Regions from separate parts of the Mus musculus genome. Here region 2 is linked to region 1. A link is a contact called in public Hi-C data. All regions are on one chromosome and are shown on one strand. Each heading gives the region's core, a stretch centred on a gene start, on an enhancer-like site or on the middle of the called end of the contact. The rest is flanking DNA. Distances are from core to core; before and after follow the strand shown.

Evidence for each region. A called contact is a pair of places that touch in the nucleus more often than the background predicts.
Region 2: a Hi-C map of bone marrow-derived macrophages shows a contact between it and region 1, with 3 times the contacts expected there. The contact joins two enhancer-like sites. A contact is called at or near these places in 2 of 484 Hi-C or Micro-C datasets (both in bone marrow-derived macrophages) and 1 of 115 datasets of contacts at active chromatin or transcription factors (fibro-adipogenic progenitors).

What each region holds. Positions count from the first base shown.
Region 1 is chr8:127,844,674-127,850,070 of GRCm38.p6, reverse strand. No RefSeq gene overlaps it. Among named protein-coding and RNA genes, the nearest start is that of Gm32590, 42 kb to the right of the region's middle. Within about 2 kb of position 2,245, at least 3 of the 459 cell types and tissues checked have an H3K27ac peak or open chromatin away from gene starts, as enhancers often do. A contact at or near this core is called in bone marrow-derived macrophages, where this site is marked.
Region 2 is chr8:128,146,154-128,151,550 of GRCm38.p6, reverse strand. No RefSeq gene overlaps it. Among named protein-coding and RNA genes, the nearest start is that of Mir21c, 130 kb to the left of the region's middle. Within about 2 kb of position 2,975, at least 34 of the 459 cell types and tissues checked have an H3K27ac peak or open chromatin away from gene starts, as enhancers often do. A contact at or near this core is called in bone marrow-derived macrophages, where this site is marked.

The DNA.
Region 1 (5,397 bases), core at 996-3,495:
GATACTAGGAAAGATCAGCAAAACTAAAACAAATACCCTCCCCATCCCAAAATGAACAAAACTAAAAAAAAAAGACCAGCTCAACTAAGAATATTTTTTAAAACAAATAAATCCTTGGGCTAAAAAAAGAGTTGGATCAGATAAATAGATTCAGAAATAAAAGCAAGGACACTGCAGCTGATAAAACAGCAAGCCAAAGAAATGACCACCACAATTAGATTGGGCAATCAGGCTGCAGAGAAAGAGTGGAAACTTGGTTGACACACACAAGCCTACGAAGATGGACTCTTAAAGAAGTAGAAAAATCTGAACAAAATCAGTAACAAGCAGGGATACTAGATTAGTAAAACAAGTAAGATCCCTATGAAAAAAAATTCCAAGAGTTCCTCCTAATCAAATTCTACACATTATTCTAAAATGAATTTCACTGGTGCTATATCTCAGTTAATAGAGTACTTGGCTAGCTATCATGCATGATGCTCTGGACTTCATAACCAGCTACCACATAAACAGGACACAGTAGTACATACCTATAATACATTACTGCACTTGGGAGATGGAGGCAGGAAGATCAAAAGTTTAAGGTAATCTATAGCTTTATAGCAAGTTCAAAGCCAGCCTGGGATACATGAGAATCTATCACAAGAAAAATGAACTATCCTTTTTTTTTTTCAAATTCTGTTAAAACTGAGAGACAGGGCAGAGGTGAGGGGTCAGAGCTAGAAGAATATGGAAGGTAGGGAAGAGTGTAGGTTATAGCATGTACAGTTTCAGTAGGACAGGATGAATGAATTCTGTCCACATCAATTGTGTAATATGGAAACTTTACTTCATAATGATGTCTAGTGTGATGGTTCATCTTCATTATCAGGATGACATTTCTTAGTATCACCAGAAGATAAGCCTCTGGACCTGTCAGTGTTTCCAGTCAGGTTTATTTGAGTTGAGAAAGCCTACCTTGAATGTGGGCTGGGATCCAAGACTAAATAAGGAGAAAGTGAACTGTGTACCAGGATTCATTAACCTCTCTTTTTCCTTGTGTAGGTGCAACGTGACCACCTGTCCTCATTCCTACTGAGATGCCTTCTGCATCATGATGGAGCACACTTAAACTGTGAGCCAACATAAGCACTTCCTTCCCAAAGTTGCTTATGTTGAGTATTTTGTCAAAGTAATGAGAAAAGCAATGTGTGTGTATATATGCATGAAAATTACAATGTAACTCAACGCACACACAGATAAACATGCAAGGTGTTGGATATATTAAATTGTATCTCTTTAATCATTGTATGATGCATTCCTAAATCAAGACATCAGTGTACAGCATAAATACTTTCAATTTTTATTTGTTAATTATATATGAGTAAAGCTGAAAATAACCACCACTGTATATGTAACTATTCTCTTCTAAATAAACCCAACCACTACTTAGGCTCCACTCCTTTGGAAGTCCACCCCTATGTCCTGTCTCACCAAGACTGGCTTCCCTGTTTCCTCCCCAACACAAACTTTGATTCACTAAAAACATCTTCACCGTGGTTTTATGGCTCATTAGGATGGCTCCAAAGAAGCAGTGGGAATCTTTCCTATCCAAATTCCAGTGCCTTGTGTGGTGTCTGAAACACAACTCAGCCCTTTTAACAGATTCTGGTGATTTTCATTCCTGTTCAACCTTGTGAGTTTATGAAAGAACTCCATTTACCAGATGTCCATTCCCCAGTTTTCCCTAGGTTTTGATAGCATCTCCATGGGTCACATGCTAACCTTTGCAGTGTCAATGACTGCAAAGATGTGCTCAGGTGAGGGGGACAAGTCAAAGATGAATAAGAGACATGTTGCCTAAGTCCACGAGGTCAATTTCAAAGCATCCTTAGCCTCATAAAGGTTCAAGACCAGTCATGGCTATATGACACCTTACCCAAAAAGAACAAAGAGAAAGTTCCACGGGAGCAGGATGTGAATGCTTGTCCTGCTGGAGAAGGAGAGCTATACTGTTTGGCCATTATTCTCCATGAAGAGGAGTAACTGGTGTTTGCAGGAAACAATTCTGAAAACACAAAACAAAATTACTTTATGTAGAGCGTGTGTGTATCTATTCTCAAGATATGTGTGAATCTTTTCTCAAGATTCTTGAATTTGTTTTCAGACCCTCCCTGCCTGGAAAACCCAAGGTCTCTAATAATACGTGTGATTCCCTTCTGCTTTGCCCTACCCCAAAGTGGGTGGTTTTCTCTCTGTCACCAGAGTGTGTGACTGTGAGCCACAGGCTATGGAGCAATTAGGAGGTGCTGGACAGCCACTCTGGGAGCCTGTGTTATTTTGCTTGGTAATACACATTTTCTGTGCATTCAGGAAATACAGACTTTGGAGTTTGGGTTTTGTTTTTTTTTTAAGGCATTTGTCTTTTCCATGAATTTTTCTTTAAGAATCTCGAAAAGACAGTGCAAGCCTGCTGGGCTGTGGGAACGTGACGGATTGTCCTACACAAATGTGCATTTCCTTCCTCTCATTTTATTCCCTCCCTAAAGAACCACAATGTTTCCCAATTGTTGATTTTGAATGTAACATAAAGGGTTGCCCTGAAGTTGCAGCTGCAAGCTTACAGAAACGGGTGTTCTTAGAGGCCATATCCTGCCATTGATTTTCACAGTGAACCTCCCCATCGATTTCAATAGGGACTTCTCCCATAGATCGATGGCAGGATATGGCTGGCGACATTAAGAACAGATAAAAGACCTTTGTGTTAACTCTTAACACAACTGAAATTTAGATGTAAACTCACTTAACAAAAATTGGTTTTCAGAAGTTCATCAAAAAAAAATAATAATTTCAAGATGCCGCTATTGCCACTGTCAATGTAAATATGATTTCTTATGCCCAAGTCATTATTTCCTTTGTTTTTTCTTTTTCATGTTTATCAAAATCACATTCTCATAAGTATTCTTTTTACTTTTTTTTTAAATTGGATATTTTCTTTATTTACATTTCAAACGTTATCCCCTTTCCTATTTTCCCCTACGAAAATCCCCTATCCTTTCCCCAATTCCCTGCTCCCCAACCCACTCACTACCACTCCGTGGCCCTGGCATTCCCCTATACTGGAGCATAGAACCTTCACAGGACCAAGGATCTCTCCTCCCATTGATGACCAACTAGGCTATCCTCTGCTACATATGCAGCTAGAGACATGAGTCCCACCATGTGTTTTCTTTGATTGGTGGTTTAGTCCCAGAGAGCTCTGGGGGTTCTGGTTAGTTCATATTGTTGTTCCTCCTATGGGGCTGCAGTCCCCTTCAGCTCCTTGGATACTTTCTCTGGCTCTCATTGGGGACCCTGTGCTCTGTCTAATGGATGACTGTATCAGTCAGGCACTGGCAGGGCCTCTCAGGAGACTACTATATCAGGCTACTGTCAGCAAAATCTTGTTGGCATCTGCAATAGTGTCTGGGTTTGGTGGCTGTTTATGGGATGGATCCCCAGGTGGGGCAGTTTCTGGATGGCCATTCCTTCAGTCTCTGCTCTGAACTTTGTCTCTGTAACTCCTTCCATGGGTATTTTGTTCCCCCTTCTAAGAAGTATCAAAGTATCCACACTTTGGTCTTCCTCCTTCTTGAGTTTCATGTGTTTTGCAAATTTTATCTGGGGAATTCTGAGCTTCTGGGCTAAAATCCACTTATCAGTGAGAGCATATCATGTGTGTACTTGTACTTTTGTGACTGGGTTGCCTTACTTAGGATGATATCCTCGACTATCATCCATTTGTCAAAGAATTTCATGAATTCATTGTTTTTAATAGCTGAGTAGGACAACATTGTGTAAATGTACCACATTTTCTTTTGGTGTTTTGGTGGTTTTTTTTTTTTTTTTTGGTGTTTTTTTTTGGTTGGTTTTTTTTTTTTTTTTTTTTTTTTTGGGTTTTTCGAGACGGGGTTCTCTGTATAGCCCTGGCTGTCCTAGAACTCACTTTGTAGACCAGGCTGACCTTGAACTCAGAAATCCACCTGCCTCTGCCTCCCAAGTGCTGGGATGAAAGGCATGCACCACCACTGCCAGGCAGTACCACATTTTCTGTATCCATTCCTCTCTTAAGGGACATCTGGGTTCTTTCCAGCTTCTTGCTATTAAATAAGGCTGCTAAGAACATAGTGGAACATGTGTCCTTATTACAAGGGAGACAACTCTGGAGATAGAAAACCTAGGAAAGAAGTCAGGAGCCATTGATCCTCTCATTAGTATTCTTAAAGATTAAAAAAAAAACAAACAAAAAACAAAAAACAATGTAGTCTTTGCCCTCAAACAATGTCATTAATACCTAGTAAAGGAGAAAGAGGGACACACAGATTAATCCCATACAAAGTTGGAGAAAGGGTGAGTGTTTTGGATACTGGTGTATAAAGAAAGATGTCTCTTCACAGTTCATGTGCATAGAACTTTACATAATGAATTTTAAAAATTTAAATTTAAATATAAAAATTGTTTTGGGGCAGGATCTTGCAATAGTGTCCAGGCCGGCCTCATATTCCTGGGTTGAAGTCATTCTGTTGTCTCTGCTTCTTGAGCAGCTGAAGTGGGCAAGAAATGCATCCACAGCTGACTCTAATCTTCAATATTATATAACCCTATATATTTGGCCCAATGTATTCATTGGTGTTGTGCTTGCTTCAAGAATAAAGCAGGAAATTGCCTGCTAGCAGAACGAACTGTTAGTAGCTTGGCCCTATTTTCTGATCTTCCTAGAGTGTCATAATTTATGTCTACTGTCTATCTTTGGTTTTTATACAAGCTTTCCCTGACATGTCTAAAACTGACCCATCACCTGTACAGCAATGAATTCTTTCCTTAAGATCTGCTCAGAGGTAGCTAGTAGATAGGAAGTAGAAGTGGAGACCGGGAGGACTTCAATGTTATGGTCTGGGGCTCAGATCCTCTCTAGAGGTAGGCTGGAGAACAATTATCCTCAAAACCACCTGACACAAGAGACACAGACCTTCTACTATCCTCCAAGATTGTGGATTCTTCTATTCTCTCTCCCCTTTCTGGACTTGTTGAAATTTTATCTATCTCCCTCTTCTGTCTTAGAGTCATCAGTTGCTTGGTGGTCTTGTCCTTCCTCAACTGTTGTGCTGGTCTACCAAGAGATCTGCTCTCCTCATCTTTCTTAGAGAGTCATCATTTACAAGTCAGTCAACAAACATTCGCTTAACGATGATGTGAGCCAAGGAAAATGCTGGTGCTAGGCATATAATGAAGACATCTCAGAAAGGAACTGTAGTGGTTTCTATCTTTGAGTTTCAGGTGGGTTCCATATACAGGATGAGTTTCATCAGTCTGATTCAAATTTGCTGACAAATGGGGAATGTGTAATAACTACAACAAAATCATCTCAGAAACTTCATT
Region 2 (5,397 bases), core at 1,726-4,225, 300 kb before region 1:
TCTGTCTGTTGGGTGGAGTATTCTATTAGCATCCATAATGCATTTTTATTCTGAAGTTTCTTTATTTATTTTTAGCATTGAAGGCCTATCTAAATATCAGGTTGGAGCATTATTGAAACCCCCCGCCCCCCACTATTATTGTGTCAAAACCTATGAGACCTTTTAAGTTTCTTAGTGTTTGTTTTATGTAATTAGGGGCTCTGACATTTAATGCATGTGTGCTTAGAATTGTTATATTTGCTTTAAATCAATTCTTCTCTTAATTAACTTGTAGAGTTTTTGTAAAAAGTTTCTCTTATTTAGTTTTGGTTTGATGTTTACTTTGTCTGATATAAGAGTAACTATACCTGGTTGCTGACAGTTTTCATTTGCTGGGTAGTTTGTTTTTCATCCTTTGTTATTAAGATCTTGTATGTCTTTGCTGTTAAGCATGTTTCTTAGAGACACTACATGGTTGTCTCTTGCTTTTTAATCTGATAAATTAGTCTGTACCTTTTGAGTGGTAAGGTGAGGGCAATGACATTTAAGATTATTATAGAAAGGGGTTTGCTACTTCCTATAACTTCTGCTTTGCTACATTTTTGATATTTCTTCTGACTCTCCTTATTAGATTTAAGGTTTTGTTGAATTTCTATTTTGGATATGAATGTTTTTCTCCAAAGTCTAGGTTATTTACATGCTGTTTTCAGGTAGTGTATCTGCTTGTGTAGTCATGTGAAGCAAACTATTTTTATTCTTTTTCCATATAAACCACTGATTCTCAACCTTCCTAATGTTGCACCCCTTTAATACAGTTCCTCATGTTGTGGAGACTTCAAACCATAAAATTATTTTTATGACTACTTAATAACTGTAATTTTGCTAGTTATGAATATTAGTATAAATACCTGATGTGCAGGATATCTGATAAATGTCCCCTGTGAAAGGATCATTCATTTGACTGTCAAAGGGATTGTGACCCACAGGTTGAGAACCACTAACGTAAGCTATACCATTGAGAATTTTCTATAGAAGTTACTTAGTTGTCATATATTGTCTTATTTTATGTATCTTGAAATAGTTATTTATCTACTGGTTTTGAAAGGTGACTTAGTAGGCTAAAGCATTCTTGGTTCATAGTTACTTACGTTTAGAGTTTGAAATACCTCATCCTATGTTTTCTGGTTGCCGATGAAAATTTGGAGTGTTTTTGATATTTCTAAGTTTGTATGTAAGGCTCAGACATTTAGCTTCCAAATTCTGTAGGACCATCATAGCTCACTGTGTGTCCAGATTTCCTATCCAGAGAGTCTTGTGCACCCAGGTTTTCCATGGAAGCAGAGAATACATTGTGATCTAGCCTCCATCCCTGGTGGCCTCAGCAGACCAAAGTTTGGCTCCACATAAGATCAATGTGGGTGTCTGGTTCTGACTTTTGAGGTCCCAGAGGTCATGGCAGGATTCAAAGTCTGTACTTTTGTGGTATCAGAAGTTACTTAAAGCCCCCAAAACAGACCAGACCTTAAATATCACATAGGCTGGCTATTCTGCTCCCATGGAGTTCACAAAATCCAGGTAGTAACTGGAATATTGACTCCATCATTGTCTCGAAGCTCAGAGTGCTGCAGTACCCTTGTTTTTGGGGGGACATAGCACTGTGGGAGTGGGATCATCTCATTGACTCTCCTTACTAATCCCCCAAATTTCACTAGTCCCTGTGGCTGACGTTGTACAGCTGTCCCTCTAGAAAATGTTGTAGGAGATATTCAAATAGGCTCAGAATAAAATGGCTAATCAAAACTTACTCCAACATGACACAGCCACCACTTTGTTATAATGGAATCTGAAACTTCAGAGACAGCTCAAGTATCTAAGAAAAAAATCAGGCTGACACTTTTTAAAAGACTTAATGATCATATAGATTCAAAAATTTCAAGTCTTATAGTAAAGATTGTAAGATCCAAACAAGCAGATACATGAATTACAGGAATGTATATCAGACCCCTTCATAGATTCTTCAAAATGAACATAACAGAAAATTGGATATGAAAGTCCAAATGGAGGAAAAAGACGTCAAGAAGACTGAAAAGGGACCAAACAGAAATACTTAAAACAAAGAATGGGTGCATGAAATAAAACTGCAGTAAATAATATCACTAAGAAACAAGACCATGCAAAAGAGTGAATTCCAAGGATGGAGGACAAAGACAAAGAAGTAATTTAAACAGACATATACAAGGGGAAAAACAGAAAGGAACACAAAAATATTTACAAAAAAAAATCTAAGATGCACTCAAGAGGTTGAACCTGAGAATTCATGGTGTAGAAGAAAGAATCACATAGAATACACAGACCAGCTAATGTAATTACAGCAGAATACCCCCAAAACTTAGGGAAACAAGGAATTGTCCAAACACAAGAGGTAAACAGAACTCCAAGTATCCATGACCAGAGAAGTTCTCCTTGACACAGCACAACCAGGGTGTCAACAAGACAAAGCAAAACTCAACCAACCAACCAAATAAACAAGAGAGAGAGAGAGAGAGAGAGAGAGAGAGAGAGAGAGAGAGAGAGAGAAGACAGATAGACAAAAAGTAAATGTCATAGTTACTTTTCTATTGTTGGGCTCATTTTGAGATTGTGATTTTAGAGAGAGAAGAGTACATCACCATTGTGGTAAAGGAGTATGGCAGCCAGCAAAGCATGGAGCTGGAGCTGGAGCTGGAGCTGGAGCTGGAGCTGGAGCTGGAGCTGGAGCTGGAGCTGGGGCTGGAGATCTTGATCTATAAGCAGGAAGGAGAGAGTACAGTAGGAGTAGCATGTGGCTTTTGAAACCTCAAAACCCTTGACAAACTTCCTCTAGCCAGTCATACATCATAAACCCTCCCAACCACCTCCACAAACTAGGGACTAAGTATCCAAATGCTTAAGACTATGGGGGATAAGAGGCATTTCACTCAAACTACACAATCTAAAAGTCAGCCTAAGAGAAGTATCAGGTCTGTTCCTGTGTAGTCAGCCTGGGGTGTGTTATGCGGAGGCAGCACTTCCTCTTGGCTTTACATCTATCTCTCTTGGTTCATTTTTCTCACTCAATACCCATTTCCGCTCCCGTGTTTCTATAAGTAAAACAACAAAAGAATCTCAGGAAGTTCTAGGGCTAGTAATCTACTTAACATATCAAATAAATTCTGCCCAGGATCTTAGGATATATTTCCATAATAAAAATGGTTTAAAAAATTTTCCATGTCAAAATGACAATTTATTTACAATTATTAAGTCTGAGTTAGTCATTAGCCCTGTACTTTTAATCAGGGTGTATATTTATTTTAATTGGGATTGTAAGTCCAGGACAGACATGGGTTTTCTGATCTTCATTTGACTAGAAAGAAAAACCTCCCAGATTTTTATTTCTTAAAATTAAAACAAAAATGATAATTGACAGAAGATGTGACATTAGAATTTCCTAAGACGTTGTGGACAGAAACGTCTGTCTCTAATCACAGGGGCTGGAGAGGGATGAAAATTTCAGTCAGTTGATATTTTCCCTTTCATTATTTATGATCTAAGCTAGTTCGTCTTCCTCCCTTTCATTATTTACATGACATCTAATGGCTGGTCTGATTGACTTTAAACATTTGTGGTGGTTGCTTCTGGCTGGATTTAGCAGAACCGGTGTCTTCCACAGTCCCGCTTCATCTTCATCGGCAGGACCTTTATGTTTAAAAGGGAATAGCATTTCAAAACGTGTTTTCCAACAGACTGTAGTGGCTCACACCTGTAATTTCAGTACTCAGAAGGGTGTGGCAAGAGGAGAACTTGGACCAGGATACTTGGACTATATATTCAGTTTTGAGCTAGACTTGATTACAGAGGGAGACTGTGCTTTGAAAAAATTTTAAGTCAATTTCTATTTTCTCCAGCTTGATTCTCTGCTTATGCCCGTGAAATCATGTGAATAAGATCATTCACCACTAGCAACAATAGTTTCTAGATGGTGATATGTATATACAATTGTGTGTATATATTTGTAATATATAGAACATATGTAATATTATATATCTGTGATGTATGTAAATATATATATATATATATATATATATATATATACATATATATATACACACACACATATACAATTTTATCATGTTGTTGTGCCTAAGTGAGTATGCATGTGCACCACACACATATAGTTGCCTGCGGAGGTAAGAAGAGGTCTTAGACTCCTGGGTGTTAGGTACTGAACCTGGGTACTCTGAAAGAGCAGCAAATGCTCTTACCTCTGAGATATCACTCCAGCTTTTATATTAACTTTTAAGAGAATAATTTCCTCATTGAGTTTACCATTATTTTTCCTTGTAACCTGGACTGAAAATACAAGGATTTGGTTGAAAAAAAAAAGACTTTATTTGAGGTTAATATGTATCATATGCCTTTAATATCAGCACTTGGGAGATAGAAGGAGGCAGGTCTCTGTGAGTTTGAGACCAACCTGATCTATGTAACAAATTCCAGCATAGACAAGGACAAATGAGACCATGTTTCAAAACAAAACAGAATTACTTTATTCAAAAAGAACTAAAGAAAAATTCATAATTACATACACTGTCTACTGGCTAGCTGGCATTAATAGTCACAGTAGAGAAACTTCCAGGAGCTGCATGCCAATAGCCTCACCTTATGCCTGGAATCCACTCTGAATGGAGAATTACCTCAGGTAGAACATCTGAGGATCACTTATGATCCTATCAAACTCAGAAAAGGAGAAATGACAACACATAGAAATAACATTTCTAGATATACCCAATAGTTTGGTGGCCACCCTCATCTCTAAGTACAATTTATGAAGCACAAGGGCAGTGATTAATGTTGACTTCTTTTTTGTTTTGTTTTTTGTTTTTTGTTTTTGTTTGTTTGTTTGTTTGTTTTTTGTTTTGTTTTGTTTTGTTTTTTTCGAGACAGGGTTTCTCTGTGTAGCCCTGGCTGTCCTGGAACTCACTCTCTAGACCAGGCTGGCCTCGAACTCAGAAATCCACCTGCCTCTACCTCCCAAGTTCTGGAATTAAAGGCGTGCACCACCACTGCCCAGAGGCCAAGGCAACTCTTATAAGGACAATATTTAACTGGGGCTGGCTTACAGGTTCAGAAGTTCAGTCTATTATCACCAAGGCAAGAACATGGTAACATCCAGGAGGGCATGGCAATGGAGGAGCTGAAGAGTTCTACACCTTCATCTGAAGGCTGTTAGCAGAAGATTGGCTTCCAGACAGCTAGGACAAGGGTATTAAAGCTCATGCCCACAATGACCCACCTACTCCAACAAGGCTACACTTCCTAATAGTGGCACTCCCTGGACCAAGAATATACAAACTATCATAGCCCTACATTCCATTCCAACAAAGCCCAAATGTCCATGAG